Linked DNA regions of Mus musculus: regions 2 and 3 are each linked to region 1. Evidence: chromatin contacts called from public HiChIP or PLAC-seq and promoter capture Hi-C data. All regions are on one chromosome and are shown on one strand. The core of a region is the stretch at or near the end of the contact, and the rest is flanking DNA. Distances in the headings are between cores, read along the strand shown.

Region 1 (4,587 bases), core at 637-3,136:
ATCCAGAGCTGGTACACTGCACACACGGAATGCTGCTGCAACCTTGTTAATCCACACCACTTGGGAAGGCCTCGAGTACATCCCAGCCACGCCCTTACCTGTGCTGAATTAGGTCCTGCGACGGGGTGGCTTCCTGGCTGAGTCCTTCCGATCTTTTCCTCTTCCTCCTTTTCCTGCTGCTCACATGGTAACTGTCCAGAATGTGACTCACTTGATGGCCATTTACCTGGGGCTGCGTACCCTCTTCCTTCTGGCTCCCGGAACTCCAAGACTGGTCCTGAAATTGGCCTTCCTGCTTGGGAGCTGTGGCACCCTCACCCTCCGAGCACCTCTTCTTTCTCTTCCTGCGTGCTGCTGCAGGTGCTCCCCTGAGGCACTGTGGGAGGAGCGTGTCGATGCCCAGTCTCTGGGGATCTCCATTAGGGGTCTTTTTCCTCTTTTTGGAGGGGCTGTGTAGGGCCTCGCTGGCCTCTGGCAGTTGGTGTAAGTGGGACGTGAAGTGTCCATTGACCTGAGGCAGGGGTGTCCAGGCAGAGGGGCGGCAGCTCTGTGGCTCTGATGTCCCTAAGGGCTTGGCACTACTACTGGACAGAGATGCAGAGTGGGGGTGGGTGGACGGTCGGGGGGCAGGTGCAGCAGTCCTGTAGACGGTGGACAGAGAGAGTCACTCAGGAGATCTGCCCACGTGCCACCTCTCTCCTGACCCCACCCAGCCGCCTTCACACCTAAGAGTTTGGTGCAGATGTGGGGTTTGAGACAAGGTTTGTGCAGCCCTGGCTGTCTTTGAACTAGCTCCGTAAACCAGGCTGGCCTCGAACTCACAGAGACATCAGCCTGCCTCTGCCTCCAGAGTGCTGGGATGAAAGGTGAATTCCAGTATGCCAGACATACTCTCGAATTTTAAAAGGTTACTTTGTCTCTCTAATTCTTAGACAGACACACACACATACACACACTCCATGCTTTTTTAAGCCAGGCTAAGGAAATAAATCTACCTAAAATCAAAGTTAATAAAAGCAATACATCCCAGTTTCTTGTTACAAAGCATTTTTTTTAAAGTGGTGCTGAAAATGAAACCAAACACCTCGGCCATGCCAAGTAAGCACTGTCACGGGGCACCTCAAGCACGCTAAGGACTCATGGCCTTTACTACTAAATGAGCTGAAGTCTGACCCACAGGACAGCTTATCTTACAACAGACAAACACTATAAAACACGTGTCTAACGCAAACCAAGCTCAGTCAGCATAAGAATGCGCATGGTGGCACGTGGCAGCACACGCTTCCAATCCCAGAGCCAGGAATAGGTGTGAGGAGCAGAAGGTCAAGGTTATCCTCCAACACATGGGCCACAGTGAGCCAGACGGGGGCACCCGACAGGAGCATCAAGCTCAGCACCTGGAGGAAGAACCTGGCGGATCTCTGGGAGTTCCTGGCCAGCCAGGGTGGTAGAGCTGAGACCCTGTCCCAAAACCTACACCAAACCAAAAGCCCTCCTTCAAAACACGGAGACAGTAACAACAACTGAAAAGCAAAACGAAGAGACTAAACCCTAACGTTTCAGATTGCCACCTCAAATGTGTTAAGAGGGGAAATGTCACTGAGAAAAAACAACCAACCAAAACAAACCCAGCAGCATCCTGTGAGATTTATCTTTTACTCTCCAGAAGCTGTAGATGTTCCTTTGGGGACTGAACACCCCAAGAACAGCAAAAAGAGCCAAGCATCATACACAGTGATGTTCCTCTGAATTGGGGGTGCAGAGTGGAAACCCAATTTCACAAAGGCAAATGCTGTAAGAGAAGTAGGGCAGGGGCTGAGCACACAGGGCACATCTGGGCCGTCACCTCAGGCTTGCGAACTCCTGGAGCCTGTCCCTGCCATCACGCCAGCCAGAGCAGACTTGAGCGCAGCCTGCACTAGCGTCACTCCAAGTGTCTGCCAGAGCTTAACAACGGTTTACACTGGCAGGGGCAGTGGCGAGCACCTTTAATCCCAGGACTCCAGTGGAGCTCTCTGAGTTTAAGAGGCCAGCCTGGTCTACTCATCCAGTTCTAGGAAAGCCAGGGCTGTTATATAGAAAAAGCCTGTCTCCACCCCTGCCACCCAACACACACAAGACCCTCACAGAGACGCACATTTACACTTGGCCTGGAAAGATGGCTCAGCAGGTAAGAGCAGTTGCTGCTCTTGCTGAAAACCCAGGTTCAGTGTGCAGCAACCATCCAGTGGGCCACATCCTGTCTCTCCAGCTCCCTCTTCTGACCTCTGTGGACACCAGGCACACACGTGGTGCACGGAATACTTGCAGGTAAAATATTCATACATACAGATCTAAATCCTAATGAAAACAGACCTACTGCGCCAAGTGTGGTGGTGCACAGCTTGAACCTCAGCGCTCAGGAGGCAGGCTGATCTATATGGTAAGGCCGTCTCAAACGAATAAAACTTGACAGAAAAAATGAACAACTCCCCCTAATGCTCCAACATTTAGGGACCTTAACACTTAAGGACACCCCACAAATGTTATGCTAGAGACAGGACGCATGCATGTTCATGGTGGGGATAGTGGCAGCCATGAATATCATGTCACAACCTTCTAGGACCGGCTGACTCAGTGGGAAGAGGAGGAACCCACAGCACCACAGAGCCTCACTTGTGCTCTCTCTTAGTTCCTGTGTCCCAGCTGCTGTGGCGCTTGGGCCCCAGGGACCCGGGTGACTGAGTGTCAAGAGTCCTCACATCTTGTCACTCAGCACTCCTAAGGGATGCAGGCACCATGGAGTCCGGCCCCTTACTGGGTCAGATCACCCATGGATGAAATTAAAGGCCCTGGACGATGGTATAGCACTCGAGAACCCAGTCCTCCTTCTCTAGGCCTGGCACGCAGCCAGCAGCCAAGAGATGAGGGATGACGCTGACAGGAAAGATGTCCCTGCAGGGCTCCTATGATCACAGGGCCTGAGGGGTCAAAAGCCAGGACAGTGCAGTGCTCCAGGTTTCAATGTTCCTGGGGTAGACTGGCAGGCAGGCGAGAGGCCAAGACTCTGAAGACCGACAACTCGGCCTCACTGCAGTTCTTTTTCCAGACAGGGATGGACAGGAGAGGCCTCTGTCCTCGGCGACCCAGGGCTCCTCAGCAGCCAGGTGCACAGAAGCACAGGAGGGAAGGAGCCGCACCCAGGGCCTGCCCCCAAGCTCACCTGGTCTTACTGACAGGCCCAGTGGAGGCAACGACGGGGTGGGTGGCTTTCATGGGGGAGGTGAGGTCGCAGAATGCTGAGGGGGAAGGTGAACCGATGTCATTGCCGGTCGCCCTCCGCAGGGTGCTGGCCTGCAGTTATTGACATAAATAAAAACTTGGTGGTCTAAAAAAAGGTGTCCGTGAGTGAAGAGGGAAAATAAAATGGAAAATAAAATAAAATGAGCCCAAAAAGATGAAGGGACAGAAGAAAAAAAAAGGGGTGGGGGTGGGGTTGGTGGAGAGAGGGGACAGCAGAAGAAGAACCAGAGTGTTGTTGGTTAGAAATAAAAAGGAAAAGGACAGGACATTTCAACAAGCATCCCGCCGCAAGCCCACACACTGCTCACGCCCCACAAGCTAGGGGTGGGCGGCTCCTCCTCAGCCTCCCTACCTCCCCACCCCCACCCCCAGCCCGGGCAGCTGTCCGTCTCTGAGTGCCCTGTGGCGGCTCAGCTAGGAGACTCCATCATAGAAAACTGGTTAGTCCTCTCAGACATGACTACCAACAATCTGAGGTACTGAATAACTGGGATCCCCTCAAAGCAATCTTCCCCTTAAACAGTCCTTTCTCAGCTTGCAAACCGCAGGGAATACCAGCAGGCACTCTGGTGCCAGGGTCTGAAGTCCTCTGTGATTCCCTATCCTATCCTCACATCTCCAGCCCCAGGGCGCTTTCAGAGAGGAGACCCCCACACACCCACCTTCTTGGCTGACAGGGCCAGTTTTTTGGCTGGTGGAGGAGACATGAGGCTTGTGGGCTCGGTTGTGGTGCTGCTCAGGGCCGGGGACTTCAACTTCACCATCTTGGCATCTACTCCATTCAACAGCGCTTTGGGATGGCCAGCGGTGGGACAGTTTGTTCCCTGAGAATCACAGGCATGCGCAGCTCTGCTCTCTGCGGTCTGCGGGGCCTTGGCAGGGTCACTGCTGGCAGAGTGCTCGGGGCTGGAGCTGCTTGAATCCCCCTTCTCCAGGTCCACACCACTGCCTTCGCCCTTCAGCCTGTGCCCGTTAGTAATGGCTCTGGCCAGGAGCTTCGGGGAGGTAGAGAAGATGGTGTCTCTGCTTGCCCAGGAGCCGGGCCGCTGGCTCCGGGACTCGCCGGTCCCAGGAGAGCCCTGAGAAGTGGTTGGAGATGTGGTGAGAGACTGCAGTGGGGCTGACTTCTTCACCTTCTTTCCGGGCTCATCCAGAATGGTGGGCATATGAGTGGGCGTGGGCGTGAGTCTTGGGGACGGGGACCCGGCAGGTGTCTTGGCAGGAGCACATCCGTTCTGTAACTTCAGGCCAGGAAGGGAGCCATTTCTGGACACAGGTACGCCAACCTCCTCAGGGGCTGGGAGC
Region 2 (4,587 bases), core at 1,484-3,983, 450 kb before region 1:
GGCAGGCCTCAGGTCCCCTCAGTTGGCAGAGTTGTATTGTAGGACTTGCTGAGAGGCAAAGAGCTTCCTGACAACCAAGGCCTCTCCCGGCTGCCCCAGCACCAGACAGTTCTTGTTGTCTGAGCCAGCAGTCTGGGCTGAAGACTTCTTAAAGTAGCACAGGCGGCACACGGAGTGATACTTGTCGGCTCCGCCAATCACCTCCACCTGGTGGGAGGGAGATGTGAGGGCGGGACTCAGAAGCCGGAGCCTAAGCCCACCCCACTCCTTGGGCAGAAGTGTGTGTGTGTGTGTGTGTGTGTGTGTGTATACCTCTTTCTCCAGGCCCAATCACCTCCACCTGGTGGGAGGGAGATGTGAGGGTGGGACTCAGAAGCCAGAGCCTAAGCCCACCCCACTCCTTGGGCAGAAGTAAGTGTGTGTGTGTGTGTGTGTGTGTGTGTGTGTGTGTGTTGTGTGTGTGTGTGTGTGTGTGTGTGTGTGTGTGTGTGTGTGTGTGTGTGTGTGTGTGTACCTCTTTCTCCAGGCCCAGCCTCTTCGTGTAGGCAGCTTCTCGGAAGCACTCCATGCACACAGCGGTGAGCTTCACCACACTCTCCGCCAGGGGCACCAGGTTCAAGATGCTGCCGAAAGCCTGCACGGAAGACAGCAGGTGTGTGCGGTCAGTTAGCCAGGCACCTCCCTCCTCTGCCTGTGTTCACATGTGTATGTGTGTGGGGGCCAGAGAGCAACGTCAGGAGCTGTGCCTCTGCACTGTCTACCTTGGTGCTTTTGGAAACGGTCTCTCACTGGCTTGGGGCTTGCAGTGTAGACTAGATCAGCTTGCCAGTAAGCCGCTAAGATCTGCCTGTCTCTGTCTCCTGGTGATAGCATTTTAAAGAGTCCTGAGGATCTAACTCGAGCCTGTGTGCTTTGCAAGGCAAGCATGCTTCAGCTTGAGCTCTTCCCACCGCCAACGCTTCTCTTTTAAACCCCATGATTCAGGCTACATCATACTTTACTGATCCTGCTTTCTTGAGAGCCACACCCTCCTGCTCTCTACCCTTTGGCCAGTTCAGAGCACCCACTAGCCAATAGCTTCTATTCTGAACACACCTACTTCTGGGGAGACCTTGTATATTGTTTCCTGCCTCAGGATCCTCTGCCAAGCCAGAGTCAGACATCTTTACCTTCCTCTGGAAGGTCCCATCCAGCGCTGCCACAATTACTGTCTTGCCCTCGTTGGCCATCATTTCACAGAAATCCACAATGTCAGGAAACTGGGAAAAGTCCAGAGGATGAGGTGAGCTGCCCCAGGCAAGGGCCTCACGAAGACCGTGGGGGAGCTGAGCATGCAGGTAAGCCCAGAGCCGGAGACCAGACCACACCGCCAGTCCTGTTAAGACATCCCACCCACTTGCCCACTGCTACCCAGAGCTTGCCAGCAGGCTCCATCCAGCATCTGAGAGAGGCCTCTACACACCAGAGAGGCTGGAACAGCAGCTCTCAACTTGCAGGTCACGACCCCCGGGGGCTGAACGACCCTTTCTTTCACAGGGGTCACATATTAGATATTTGCATTATGATTCATAACAGCAGCAACATCATAGTTATTAAGTAGCAACAAAAATATATAGAATAGAGTTTATTTAGGCCATGAGGAGGGGAGTTGAGAGAGTAGCAGAGGCAGAGAAAAGCAGAAAGGAGAGAATAGAGACATGGGGGCCGACCATGACCATGTGGAGAGTGGGGGAAGGGAATGGGGAGCAAGGGGGTGAGAGGCAAGAGTGTAAGAAACAAAAATAATCTTCTGGCTGGGGTCACCACACGAGGAACTGTATTAAAGGTCTCAGTTAGGAAGGTTGAGAGCCACCAGGCTAGAACTTTCCCCTACAGTTCCTGGAAGGAAGCGGCCCTGCCAACACCAAGGGTCTCTTCCTTCCAGAACGGTCAGTGCACAAAGCTCTGGGCTTAAAGTCCTTGCTGACTTCTGTTAGGGCAGACTTAGAAGCTAAACACAGCTCATGTTTAAAATGGGCTTTCAGAGAGAGAACTCGGGGTGGACGGCAGGAAAGAGCACGTGCCACTCTTGCAAAGGACCCAGTTGCCAGGGCCACATGGTCACTTACAACCATATGTTAATTTCAGCTCCAGGGGCCCTGGTGACCTCTTCTGGCTTCTATGGACACTGCACACATTTGATAGACATACATATAAAAATAGCAAACACTCATACATTTCAGGAGCAGACCAGGTAGCTCAGTTGGTAGAAGAGAGCTTACCCAGTGTGCATGAAGCCTTGGGCTCCACCCCCAGCAATAAATGAACCAGACACAGTGTCCAACACCATAATACCAGTACTTTGAAGGTAGAAGGATTACAAAGTTCAAAGCTATGAGATCCTGTCCCAAAACATACAGGGCTGGGGAGATGGTTCAGCAGTTAAAAGTATGACTCGTTCCTATAGATTACCAGAATTCAATTCCCAGTACCCACATCAGATAGCTTAGCTCCAAGGGATCTAATATCCTCTTTTGGCCTCTGCAGGCACCCATAAACACGCACACGCACGCACGCTCTTCAGCCCCCATGGACGGGTGGAGGGAGAGCCTAAGTGAAAACCCAGAGAATAAGCACCATGAGGTTACACTGGCATTTTCCCACCAAGAAATCCCACGTGAGAGAGAATGGCTCTTGGCAATGAGATGTGCGAGGCAGGAGCAGGTTGGCAGGGATAGCTGCCCTCCGGGGTCACTCAGGCCGGCCAACCTTCAATAGCACAGTGTCTCCCTAGAATCAAGACCCAGGCTTCTCTCCCCTGCCCAGCAAGGCTGGGCATTTTCCTTAATAGTTCTTTACCTTCTTTGTTTGAGATAGGACTCTCACTGAATCTAGACCACAGCCATTCAGATGGGCGACAGGGAGCTCCAGGGACCCGCCTGCCTCTGCCTCCCTAGTACTGCGGTTATGGACACGTGGCTATACCCAGCATTTTACAGGGGTGCTAGGGACTCACGCCTGCAGAGCCAAGGCCTCACTGTTCTGTCTCCCCATCTCTTCCATCTTTTGCTTTTGATTGGTTATTACCGTGTAACCCAGGCTGGCCTGGTACTCAAAGCAATCTCCTGTCTCAGTGTTCGTGGAGCTGAGTGTGCAGGTCTGCCACCCTGCCTGGTTCCTCAGACCTTTTCTTGAGCACACTCCTGCTCCACGCCTTAGTGTTCTAGCCTTTCTCTTCGTCCCCAGTCCCTCCCAGTCTATCAACAGAGGTGAGCTGGAAGCTCCAGATTTGTCTCCAGACAGAGAATGCCACAGCCAAAGGGCAGAAACTTGGAATGAATGTGATTGGTCCCTGGACCCAGCCATCCCCACAATAGTCACAGCATGTGACATGGCCTGCTCTATAAAAACGCACATGTATAATTAGAAGCGTCCAGGCTGGGCTGGCACTCGTCAGAGTCCTGGCCCTGACTGAACATAATCTCTTGGGCCAACATCAGGCAAGGCACCCTGGCCAGCATGAATATAGACCCATTCCGCCGTCTCACCTGAGCATCGACAAAACAGGCACAGTTTATGCCAGAAGCAGCCAGACAGGCACTGCCCTCCCTCCAGGCTCCAACCCTTCTGCCAGAAGACCCACGGGAGCCCTCTCCTTCCCCCAACCCCCTCTCGGAATACCACTGCTCCATGACTAGTGTTTGCTCCGAGGCAGGTTTTAGAACCCACGATGTTGAACTGGCAGGGCATTCCCAGTAGTTCCTGGTTCAAAGACACTGATGTGACAAGCCTCCTCTTTCTGGTGTGCTCCTATTGTGTCCTAGATTGAGCCTGTCCTTACTGTGTCAAACAGAAAGGAAACACAAAGTCCCTGAAGATGCAAGCTTCTCTCTTGCCCAGAAGCCCGTGGGCCCTGGTGCTGGTGAATGAACACAGGGAAAGCTCTATATCCTCAGCTGTGGCTTCAGGGACCCTAAAGGACCCTCCACCCACTGTCTAAGGCAAGGACATGGAAGGAAGGGCAGCCCTTTTGTTTTGCAGTGGGGAGATCCTGAACTTAGTATAAAGAGCAGGTTCTAGAGACTGGGGCAGAAGCATGCAAGAACTGTGTTGTTTATATGAAGCTGGTGTGAGGGCCCATGACCGCAATCCCAGGACTCAGGGAGCTGAGTTCTAATCCAGCCCGGACCACAAAACAAGACCTATCTCAGAAATCAAAGTATCCACTAAATGAACTAGTTTTTCTTAATCATAAGGGGGAAGCATAGAAATAAATCTCTCTTATAGGCTAGGATGGGGAACAGGGCTGGAGCAACTGCTAGACTGGTGCCAGACCTGGGTACGAATCTACTGATCAGGAAGAGCTGAGAAAGGAAGGCAAGCCTAGGGAGTCGGCTGGGCCTCCGGGAACACCAGGAGAGCATAGCTAGTAAGCAGGCCACTGCGGCAGGCCTGAGGCGGGGAGCTGCACCCTAAGTCAACATCTCCACAGCCATCCTGCTCCAAGACTTACCTCTGAGGACAAAACAGATCTGGCACATCCTGGTGGATGGGCAGGTGCCAAGAGCACGGTTAGAGTGCCACAGCCGGAGCTGCCTCACTCTATCT
Region 3 (4,587 bases), core at 1,429-3,928, 430 kb before region 1:
GTGATTCCAGCCCTCGGGAGCTGGAGGTCAGGGATCAGGGTTATCCTCGGCTAAATAGGGAGTTTGAGGCCAGGCTGGGATGCATGAAGCAGCAAGTTTGTGTTTACACATACATGCTGCATACACACTAAATAGATGCAGTTGGTGTCCCTGCATTGAGAAGAAGGGTGTTTGGGGTCTTGGAGGACACCGCTGTTCTGAGGACCATCCCGAGATGCCTGCCACCGGATCCACCCCGCCCCTGCAGCATGCACATTTTTTTAGTTTTTCGTCTTATTCAGCTGCTGTATTCCATTTAACTCTCTACACTTTTAATCTTTAACTCTCACAGCTTGCTAAGAGAAGGGACATAATTGTCTCTGTTTCCCAAGGGAGGGAGCAGCCTGGAGATTAAAGTCCACAGTGAGGACAGCCTGTTCATTTCCCTCAGCACAGTGTCCTGTGCGCATGGGGCGTCTGCCCTGAGGCATGTTTGTCCAGGACCTTAGGGAGGCAACATCATGGTCAAGTTGTTTACAGTTGTCATATCATCTTTATCTTTCATTTTACGTTGTTTGGGCTTTTCGAGACTGGGTCTCATAGCTGAGGCTAGCCTCAAACTCACTAAGTAGCTGAGGAAGGCCTTGGACTCCTGACTCTTCTGCCTCTCCTTCCCAAGTATGTATTGTAAGCTACATTATCATCATTTTATGTGTGCTGGCATTTTCCTGCTTGTGCACCACGAGCCTGCCTGGTGTCTGCAGAGCTAGGAGAACAACTGGAGTTCCAGATGTTCGTGAGCTTCCGCATGGGAGCTGAGGGTTGAATCTTTGCGCTCTGGAAGAGTAGCCAGTGCTCTAAACCCATGGGCCAGCCCTCCAGCCCCCGGCCCACTTTTGTCTTTCCACAGTAAAGATGACTCGGCCTTCATGGTAAACCCACTGACTGCACAGGGAATCGTGGTGGTGATAGTGGCTTATGACATTGCACCCAAAGGTAATAAGGGTGGCCCCTGAAGATCTGCGGGCCAGAGCTTTGTGTAGATAGAGCCCCCTGGTGGATCCTGACCCAGCATTTTGCTCTGTTCAGGCACACTGGACCAGATGGTGGACCAGGTGACCCGCAGTGTCGTGTTTCTACAGAGGCGCTATCCAAGCAATGAGTAGGTGTCTCACGGATGCTTTCAGGGAGCAAGGGAGGGCTAGGTCTGTGGAGCCCGACACAGACCGGGACTTCTGATGCCTTAGGGAAATGCCTTAGCCGTAATCCGGGTCTCTGTCTCACCCAGGGGAATCTACCTCTGCGGACACTCTGCGGGAGCTCACCTGGCTGCTATGGTGCTCCTGGCCCGCTGGACCAAGCATGGCGTCACACCCAACCTCCAAGGTTTCTTATTGTTTGTCAGGTAGCCCAGGCTGGCATCCAACCTGTAAGGTTTCTGTGGGTATGGGAGGAGCTGGCCAGGCAGCTCATACCCTCTCTGGAGCAGTGAGAGGGTAGAGCAGCTGGTTGAAAGGCTGATAACTTGAGTAGAGGAGACCCTTCTTTGCCTCTGCCCACAGTCCTGGTCTTCCTCTCTGGCCTGGAGGGTGGGCAGGTTGGTCTTACCAGGCCTGGCTGCTGGCCTGAGCTCCTCACCTTCATAGGCTTTCTCCTGGTGAGTGGGATCTACGACCTGGAGCCCCTCATAGCCACCTCCCAGAATGACCCTCTGCGCATGACCCTGTGAGTTATCACCCCTTCCTTTCTCCGGCACCCACCCGAGGCCTGTCTCCCCTCTGTCCTGACCCCACCACTGTCCCATCCCAGGGAAGATGCTCAGAGAAACAGTCCACAGCGACACTTGGATGTGGTTCCAGCACAGCCTGTGGCTCCAGCCTGCCCTGTGCTGGTGCTTGTGGGTCAGCATGACTCCCCAGAGTTCCACCGGCAGTCCAAGGAGTTCTACGAGGTACTGCTAACAGCCAGCTATGACCCCGGGTTCAGCATCATGTGGTCTCCTCTCCCTCGTTATTCTGCCCAAATGAGCTGGACCTGTTGGTGCACACGTGGACTCCCAGTTACTCCGGAGGCTGAGGCAAGAGGATCATGTGGTCAGGGTGTGCTTTAAAGAGAGCTCAAGGCTCTAAGGAACTTAGTAAGACCCTGTTATAAAATTTAAAGAAGCCGGGCGTGGTGGTGCACGCCTTTAATCCCAGCACTGGGGAGGCAGAGGCAGGCGGATTTCTGAGTTCAAGGCCAGCCTGGTCTACAAAGTGAGTTCCAGGACAGCCAGAGCTACACAGAGAAACCCTGTCTCGAAAAACAAAACAAAACAAAACAAAAATTAAAGAAAGAAAGGTTAGGGTATAACTCGATGGTAATGGGCTTGGTAAGCATAAACAAAGTTCTGGTGCAATCCCCAGGACTGTAATAAATAGACATATTCTGTCTAGCGGACCCCAGGACGGTCATTCCCTCATTCAACAAAGCCATTCAAAAAAACCTGCCTTTTACTGAGAGCCACCACTTCAGCCGCACTCTCATGCCCCGCCCCCTCATTTCTATCCAGACACTTCTCCGCGTGGGATGGAAGGCCTCTTTCCAGCAGCTGCGTGGTGTGGATCACTTTGACATCATAGAGAATCTGACCCGGGAGGATGACGTGCTCACCCAGGTGGGGCTAACCCCCACAACAGTCTTTCTAAATGGACAGCGTGGATCCCACGCCCACACATGGGCGTGGCCTGGGCGTCAAGAGCAGAGGGAAAGATTGGCAGTGCCTAGATGGAAAAGCCAAAGCCGGCTCCACAGAAGGGCATGTGGCGAGTGTTTATTGTTTATTATTGTTGTTGCTGAGACAATGTCTCACTGTATAACCCTGGCTGGACTGGGACTTAAAATATAGATCAGGCTGCCCACAAACTTGTAGTGATCCTCCTGCCTCAGTCTCCTGGGGCGCTGAGGTTAGAGGTGTGTACAACTGTATCAGACTTGTTACGGCTCTGACACAGAGAGTACCATAAACAGTTCAGAGAAGCCGGCAAGATGGCTCAGTGGATAAAGAAAGGGACTTGCTATGGTGTCTGAGAAGCTGAGGCTGACCCCTAGGACCCAGGCGGTGGAAGGGGAAAACCAGCTCTTGCAAGTTGTCCTCTGACCTCCACGCGTGTGTCACGGTGTGTGAACATCCACTAAATAAATAGTTCTCTTAAAGGGATGACGCTGTGTGTGGTGGCGCACGCCTCTAGTCCCAGCACCTGAGAGGCAGAGGCAGGCGGATCTCTGAGTTTGAGGCCAGCCTGGTCTACAAAGCGAGTTCCAGGACAGCCAGGACTACACAGAGAATCCATTTGAGGGGAGGGGGGCAAAGGATAAATAGAAAATTGTTGCCACACATCTGACAGGTGATAATCTTTTTCTTTTTCCCCCACTTCGGAAGTAGGGAAGGGCACCTGACTAGCTTGATTTTATTTTGAGGTGCTGGGAATTGAACACTGTGTGTGTGTGTGTGTGTGTGTGTGTGTGTGTGTATGCATGTGTACGCATGTACATGTGGAGGCCAGAGGTTGACATACGGCATCTGCTTCAGACACTCCTTTTTTTTTTTTTTTAAGATTTATTTATTTATTTTACATACAATGTCAATCAGACACACCAGAAGAGGGCATCAGATCCCATTACAGATGGTTGTGGGCCACCATGAGGTTGCTGGGAATTGAACTCAGGACCTCTGGAAGAGCAGTCGGTGCTCTCCAGCCTTCTCTCCAGCCCCACACGTTTTTTAGACAGGGCATCTCATGGAACCCAGAGCTCATTGCTTTTGGCAGGCTGGCTGCTGCTGGCCAGGGAGTTCAGGGTTCCACCTATCTCTGCTCTCCACCCCAGCTCTAGAGTCAGATCTGGGCCCCTGCACCCGACCTCTGTGGGTTCTGGGAATATGTCTGGTGTCTCCCCAGCTGAGCCACCTCTTGGTCCGTACTTCTTTTTTTTTTTTCTTTTTTTTTTTAAGATTTATTTATTTATTATATGTAAAGTACACTGTAGCTGTCTTCAGACACTCCAGAAGAGGTTGTCAGATCTCGTTATGGATGGTTGTGAGTCACCATGTGGTTGCTGGGATTTGAACTCGGACCTTCGGAAGAGCAGTCGGGTGCTCTTACCCACTGAGCCATCTCACCAGCCCTGGTCCATACTTCTAAGTTGAGCGACAGGCTCTTCCTAAGTAGACCAGGCAGGCTTTTAACCCCTTCCTTATGCTTTCCTGTCTACTCTGTTTGGATGGTGGAGGTCAGAGGCTCACTTGCGGGACTTGGTTATTCTCTTCAGTTTGATTCTGGGATCAGACTCAGGCAGTCAACTTGGTGGCAAGCACCTTTATCCACTGAGCCATCCCACTTTGGTTTTGAACTTGTAGCCCTTCTGCCTCAGGATCCTGTTGGCCCACAGGACCAGCTTAGACCTTTTTATTTACTTGTTTGTCTATTTATTTTGAAACAGGGTCTCACTCTGTAGACCAGGCTGGCCTGGAACTGAGGTCCACCTGCCTCTGCCTCCCAAGTGTTGGGAGCAAAGGTGTGTGCCAGCACCTACAACTGTTTCTTTATTCAGATAGCCATCCATTCCTGG

The links. HiChIP or PLAC-seq counts read pairs in DNA pulled down with a chosen protein or histone mark. Capture Hi-C pulls out chosen DNA fragments and counts their contacts.
Region 2: a promoter capture Hi-C map of liver shows a contact between it and region 1. The contact joins two enhancer-like sites. A contact is called at or near these places in 4 of 39 promoter capture datasets (embryonic stem cells, liver and pre-B cells), 2 of 115 datasets of contacts at active chromatin or transcription factors (bone marrow-derived macrophages and pancreatic cancer cells) and 1 of 9 other capture datasets (liver).
Region 3: an H3K27ac HiChIP or PLAC-seq map of hepatocytes shows a contact between it and region 1, with 3 times the contacts expected there. The contact joins two enhancer-like sites. A contact is called at or near these places in 1 of 39 promoter capture datasets (embryonic stem cells), 10 of 115 datasets of contacts at active chromatin or transcription factors (embryonic basal ganglia, embryonic hindbrain, embryonic stem cells and 5 more) and 1 of 9 other capture datasets (liver).

What each region holds. Positions count from the first base shown.
Region 1 is chr11:118,264,600-118,269,186 of GRCm38.p6, forward strand. Usp36 (ubiquitin specific peptidase 36) reads right to left here. Exons shown (of 21, transcript NM_001033528.1): 14 at 3,945-4,587; 15 at 3,203-3,333; 16 at 99-641. Among named protein-coding and RNA genes, the nearest start is that of Cyth1, 18 kb to the left of the region's middle. Within about 2 kb of position 1,887, at least 27 of the 459 cell types and tissues checked have an H3K27ac peak or open chromatin away from gene starts, as enhancers often do. A contact at or near this core is called in hepatocytes and liver, where this site is marked.
Region 2 is chr11:117,815,933-117,820,519 of GRCm38.p6, forward strand. It overlaps Tk1 (thymidine kinase 1), which reads right to left. Exons shown (of 7, transcript NM_009387.2): 5 at 1,170-1,259; 6 at 515-634; 7 at 1-207. The coding sequence ends at 19. Among named protein-coding and RNA genes, the nearest start is that of Afmid, 7.7 kb to the right of the region's middle. Within about 2 kb of position 2,734, at least 14 of the 459 cell types and tissues checked have an H3K27ac peak or open chromatin away from gene starts, as enhancers often do. A contact at or near this core is called in liver, where this site is marked.
Region 3 is chr11:117,833,878-117,838,464 of GRCm38.p6, forward strand. Afmid (arylformamidase) reads left to right here. Exons shown (of 11, transcript NM_027827.3): 5 at 890-975; 6 at 1,069-1,141; 7 at 1,268-1,365; 8 at 1,626-1,704; 9 at 1,789-1,930; 10 at 2,531-2,635. Among named protein-coding and RNA genes, the nearest start is that of Tk1, 10 kb to the left of the region's middle. Within about 2 kb of position 2,679, at least 23 of the 459 cell types and tissues checked have an H3K27ac peak or open chromatin away from gene starts, as enhancers often do. A contact at or near this core is called in hepatocytes and liver, where this site is marked.